Regions from separate parts of the Pan troglodytes genome. Here region 1 is linked to region 2. Evidence: chromatin contacts called from public HiChIP or PLAC-seq data. All regions are on one chromosome and are shown on one strand. The core of a region is the stretch at or near the end of the contact, and the rest is flanking DNA. Distances in the headings are between cores, read along the strand shown.

Region 1 (2,700 bases), core at 54-2,553, 210 kb after region 2:
CCCTTTGAGGGTAATGCCGCCTTCGTGCCCAGGGCGTGGCCTCCTTGCTCACTGACAGAAGAGGTGACAGCCAAGGGGTGCGGGGCTGGGAGGGCTCCTCGCTGGCCCCGTGGGGGCCGGTGAGGGTCAGGCCCCGGTCCAGGCTCTGTGGCAACGCAGCATTAGATCTTTCCGACAACCCAACAGTGTAGACATTGCCACTGACTGCCAAGGAGCTTGTCAGGGAAGCGACTTGCCAAAGGTCACACCGCTCCGCCATCAGAACCGCGGCAGAAGCCCACACACAAAGCGCCCTCCCTCCGCTCCTGGAGAGGTTTTAAACCCAGGACCCCCGGCCCTGCGCTGTCCCAAAGCCTCTCCGACGGTGGCCGGGCTCCAGGGTGCAGGCTCCCGGCCATCTACCCCCGGGAGCGGCGGACACCGAGGGAGCGCGAGTCCCCGAGACGCCGGGCCACGCTCGTGTCACCCAAGCAGCGGCCGGCCGCCTTGGCGCGCGCACAGGGTCCGGAGCTCGCGCCGCCCGTCGAGGGCAGAGGGGCGGCTCCCCCGCGGGGGGGAGCTGGGTGGGCGCCCAGGACCCAGCGGCGGACGGCGCGCGACGCCTGAGGCAGCCCAGACTCCCCCGGAGCCCGGCAGGTGTCCGCGCCGCCCCGGCTTCTGAGGCCACACTTCCGAGCGCGGGGCTGGGCGGCACTGCCAGGGGACTTGCGGTCGGCGCGCCGGACCTGCGTGGGGGCCCACGCGGGACCCCAGTCCCCCCCGCCCCCCCCGCCGAGTGTCCCGCGCGCGCCCTCCCGGGCGACCCCCGCCCCCCCCTCGCAGGGCGCCCCGGCCGCCCGCCGTCCCCAAGCGGTCCCGGAGCCTTCCCACGCGCGGCGCGGGGCCGGGCGGACAGGACTGCGGAGGCGCCCCCCTCGCGCGCGCCGGAGGCCGCCGGGAAAGTTTTCGGCGCGCGGGGCCGGCCGCACTCACCTGGCCCAAGTTGAGGTAGCCGTGCGCCGCCGCCACGCGGTCCGCCTCGGCCGGGCCGCCCAGCACTTGCACCGCCCAGTGGTTGGTGTAGACGGGGCGCGGCGGGGGCGCGGAGCAGGCGGCAGGCAGCGCCAGCAGCAGCAGCCAGCGCCAGGGACGCGGCGCGAGCGGCCGGAACCCGGGCCCGCCGGCGCCCCCCGCGCCCCCCGCGCCCCCCACGCCCCCCGCGCCCGCGGCGGTGTTGGTGGCGGCGGCGGCCCGGGGCCCGGGCGCAGGCGGCGCGCGCGGAGGCATAGCGGCGACAGGCTCGCGCGGCGCCCGAGCTGCGAGTGCGCCGGGGGGTGGAGTGCCGCCTTTTAAAGCCGCTCCGCGCCGGGGAAGCGCCGCCGCCGCCGCCACCGCCGCGGGCGGGAGCCAGGGAGGAGGAGGCGGCCGCGGCGCGTTCCCGCCCGCGCGGCCCCCGGCGGCGCCCCCGGGCCCGCGCTCCTGAGGCCGGGCTCCGGGGCCGAGAACCGTCCGGGAGGCCCGAAACGCCCCCCACCGGGGGAACTTCTGCGCCGACTTCTGGGGCTCTCGGGACGCGGTACCGCCCCAGAGGCGGCCTCGGCCCCGCGAGTTCTGCTGGGAGCGGGGAGGCCCCGGCGTCTCAGGTGAGTCCCCGGTTCCCTAGACCGGCCGCACTCCCGGAGGCCGCACTCACCTGGCGGGGGCCTCAGACGCCTGGCGGCCTCGCCCGCCTCCCTAGACGGAGGGCTCGCCCGTGTGCGGGGTCCCAGGGAGAAGAAGCTGCCGGGAAGACAGTGGATCGCCCCGGACCAAGCCTGGCTGAAGGGACACGTTGAACGGGGCAAAGGCATGTGGCGCATTAGCCGGGCTCACGAGCGTGTCCCCGAGAAACCACCGCACAGAGCCCATCGCGGAGGCCACAGCCCATGCTAGGAGGCAGGCTGTGCAGGTGAACCCCCAGGCCGTCCGCTTAGCATCGCTGTGATCTTGGGCAAATGACTGTGGTGGCTGAGGGCAGGCGCCCCACCTGCAAAATGGGGGGAACAGTGGTATCTACCCCGTCGGGCTGATTTGAGGATGAGGTCAGCTTTTGCTGTACAATAAGCTGTCCATAAACGTCCGTTTTTATGAGCCCAGGGCCTGCCGTGTGGTAGGTGTTCACTAGACGATGTACACTCTTGAAAGCACCCACTGAGCTGCGACCAGCAGTAGGAAAGTCAGCTGAATCATCCTCACCCCTGCTGCCTGGAGCAGCCTGGTATCCAGTGGATAATGATTTGAAGCACCCTGGAGATGTATGGAAATGTTCACACCATAACCAAGGAATTATGAAGGGTGAGGATCGCTGCTAGATCTCTTCCGTCATCCCTCCCAGGACCCATTGGTCCTACTGGCCCACTTCCAGAGAGCAAGCCATCAACCTGCTTAATATAGGAAGTAAAACAAAAAGGTGGAGAAGGCCTTGAGGTGGGAAGGAAGCTGCTTCTCTGATGGTCAGTTCCAGGAGCGGTCTCTTGTTGAGCGTGCAGGATTCACGTGGAGTCTGTGGCTTGGCAGCTGGAGGTGAGAGGCTGGGGCGAGAGGGGATGGGCTGAGGACAGGATCTGCATAGATGGTTTCCGAGGTCCTTTCCAGCCTCGCTCTCAGGAGCCCTTTGGTTTCGTAACCCACATGATTCATCATTTCTGCAGGTGTGAGTCACCCCTAATGGAGGTGGGAGAA
Region 2 (2,700 bases), core at 178-2,677:
ACAAAACAAAACAAAACAAAAAAAAACAGTGGTGAGTTGCTCTTTAACTGAACCTTTCTCTAAGAAACTTTATTTCAACAAAATAAAAATACTGGGGGCCGGGCGCGGTGGTTCACGTCTGTAATCCCAGCACTTTGGGAGGCCAGCGGAGGCGGATCACTTGAGGTCAGGAATTCGAGACCAGCCTGACCAACATGATGAAACCCCGTCTCTACTAAAAATACAAAAATCAGTCAGGCGCGGTGGCTCACGCCTGTAATCCCAACTACTCGGGAGGCTTGAGACACAGGAATCACCTGAACCGGGGAGGCGGCGGTTGCAGTGAGCCGAGATCACGCCACTGCGCTCCAGCTGGGGCGAAAGAGCGAGACTCCATCTCAACACAACACAACACAAAACACTGGGATTTCCCAAAGGTCAGCAAGAAATCTGAGCAGATCCCGCAGCGATGCTGCTCCGAGGCCATAGGTCCCCATGGGAACAAATCTCAGGCTACGACAGCATGGTCTTATCCTCAGAGAAGTTGCTCTATCACGTCCTTTTTAAAGCCATCTCCTGAAATACCAACTAGCTAGCCGCCCTCCCAGTAACTTACCAAGTCTTGCTAAGGTTGAAATAGTACAGGAATCTGAATGATTGCGAGCGCTTCCACAACTTACACACAGCACCCGGCGGTGCAAGCCTGGGTGACACAGTTCCATTTTTAAAACGTCTTCATATAGGGGAAACGCCAGACAGTTAAAGCTACTAAGTAGAAAATACTGGAGGAAACAATCGCGGTTGTTCGGGGACTTAGTTTCCTCCTTCACATTAGGAATAATGAACACATATCCTATCTACGCTCAAAATATCATCTGGCGGCAAGTATTAAGAACCAATCCCTCGCCCTGCACTTGCGTTACAACCATTAATGAGCCGCTCTTCCGGGCCCCCAGAGCCAGCGGCGAGACAGCCAAGCAAGGCCTAACAGGGCCCCACGAGTATGCACCAGGAAGTAATGAAGTCACCCGTGCCTGTCAAGAGGCACGGCGCTAACACAAGGCTCCCAAGAGCTTAACGGGATGCTCATTTGGCAACAACGGCAAGAATCAGGCCCGGCGTTCCCTGCGCAGCCCGGTCGGGGCCCAGACAACCGGCCCGCGGGCCAAGCTCCGGCCTTCGGTGCACGCGGCAAAGCGCGGAAAATAAGGCGGCTCGGTGCCGCCTGGGGACTGGCCGCCCACGCCCCCGGACTCACCCCGGAGGTCCAGCTCCCGGTCGCGCACCGCGTTGGTGTACTGCGCCGCCTGCTCGATCAGCTCCGCCGTCAGCTTGACCATCCTGCAGCCTCCCGTTCCCCCGCGCTGTGGAAAGTCCGTGGCCTCCCGCCAGCGAGACGTCCCAGCGTGCCCCGCGCCCCGCCGCCAGGCAGCACCAATCGCAGCCGCCGAGTGCGCGCGCAGCTCGACCGCCAGGCCGAAGCAATCGAAGAGCCACGCCTCCGGGGGCGTTCTTGCCGGAAGTCGTGGCGCGCGCACAGGGGATGTGTCTAGTTTGGGGTTGTTTCCTAGGGTGTGTTCGGAGTCTGGAGGACCCCTGATTCCAGACGTTGGTGTTTAAAAGTTAAGGCGAATGTGGAAACACCCGAGGGGAACTTTCTCATGCATTAGCGCACCTCGAGGTGGGAGGGGAAGCTGTGACTGTCCTCCCTCCACCAGCCGTCGCGGGAACCCGTGGGGTTCAGTGAAGGGTCCAGGAGTTCAGGTGCCCGTCCCGGGCCTGGGCCTTGGTTCCGGGCTACACTGTGAGATCCCGGGCTAGGTGGCCCGCCCGGGGCAGGTCGCCGGGACAACCCCACCGCCCCGCAAGTCCAGCCCGGCCTCGGGCACGGTAGGGTTTGCGGTTAAGCTTGTGACCTTTAGACTTCTGAATATTCATATGTATGAAATGTGATACACATAAAAGTGTGCATATCAGGAACTTACAGAGTGATTAATGACTAGAGTGAACACAGCTGCGTAGCCGACACCGGGATCCAAAACACCACTATTCTGAAAGCCTCCCTCTTTCCCAAAAGGCAACCGCGAACTCAACACTACAAATTCGGTTTGCTCGCTTTTGCTATAAATAGAATCATGCAGTATGCTTTTTTTGGCCTAGTTTCATGGAGTCTATATTATGTCTGGAGTCCATCCAGGTTGCATACAGAGATGGTTTGTTTGCTTTCGCTGCTGAAGAGAATTCCATTGTAGGTATTACACCATAAATTACTTATTCTCCTGTTGATAGACATCAAAGTTGTTTTCAGTTAGGGCTATTCTGAGTAATGCTGCTATGAATTTTCTGGTACGTGGATCTGATGCACATTTGCATGAGTTTGTCCTGGAGTGGAACTGCTGGGACATAGGGTATGGTATCTATCATCAATAAGTAATGCCCAACAGTTATGCTAAGAGGCTGAAATAATATACACACTCCAGCGGTGTGTAAGGGTTTTCATGGCTTCCAGCTTCAGCCTTGTTGGCATTTTTAACTCTATAACTTCAGCTATTCTGATGGGTGTGTGGTGGTATTGCACTACTGCTTTGCTTTGCTTTTCTCTAATAACTAATGAAGCTGAGAACCTTCTCATGTGTATGGTGCCCATTCTGATAGCTTCCTTTGTTAAGTGTTCTTTCGAGTCCCTGGCTCATTTTTTTTTCCTTATGGAGTTGTCTGCCT

Evidence for each region. HiChIP or PLAC-seq counts read pairs in DNA pulled down with a chosen protein or histone mark.
Region 1: a contact with region 2 is called in an H3K4me3 HiChIP or PLAC-seq map of stem cell-derived excitatory neurons, with 2.7 times the contacts expected there. The contact joins the promoter of PCSK6 here to the promoter of SNRPA1 in region 2. A contact is called at or near these places in 3 of 7 Hi-C or Micro-C datasets (blood, induced pluripotent stem cells and stem cell-derived neural progenitor cells), 1 of 1 datasets of contacts at active chromatin or transcription factors (stem cell-derived excitatory neurons) and 1 of 1 other capture datasets (stem cell-derived neural stem cells).

What each region holds. Positions count from the first base shown.
Region 1 is chr16:93,373,177-93,375,876 of NHGRI_mPanTro3-v2.0_pri, forward strand. PCSK6 (proprotein convertase subtilisin/kexin type 6) reads right to left here and starts at 1,304. Exons shown (of 20, transcript XM_054667239.1): 1 at 973-1,304. The coding sequence starts at 1,266.
Region 2 is chr16:93,166,157-93,168,856 of NHGRI_mPanTro3-v2.0_pri, forward strand. SNRPA1 (small nuclear ribonucleoprotein polypeptide A') reads right to left here and starts at 1,428. Exons shown (of 9, transcript XM_510625.8): 1 at 1,238-1,428. The coding sequence starts at 1,319.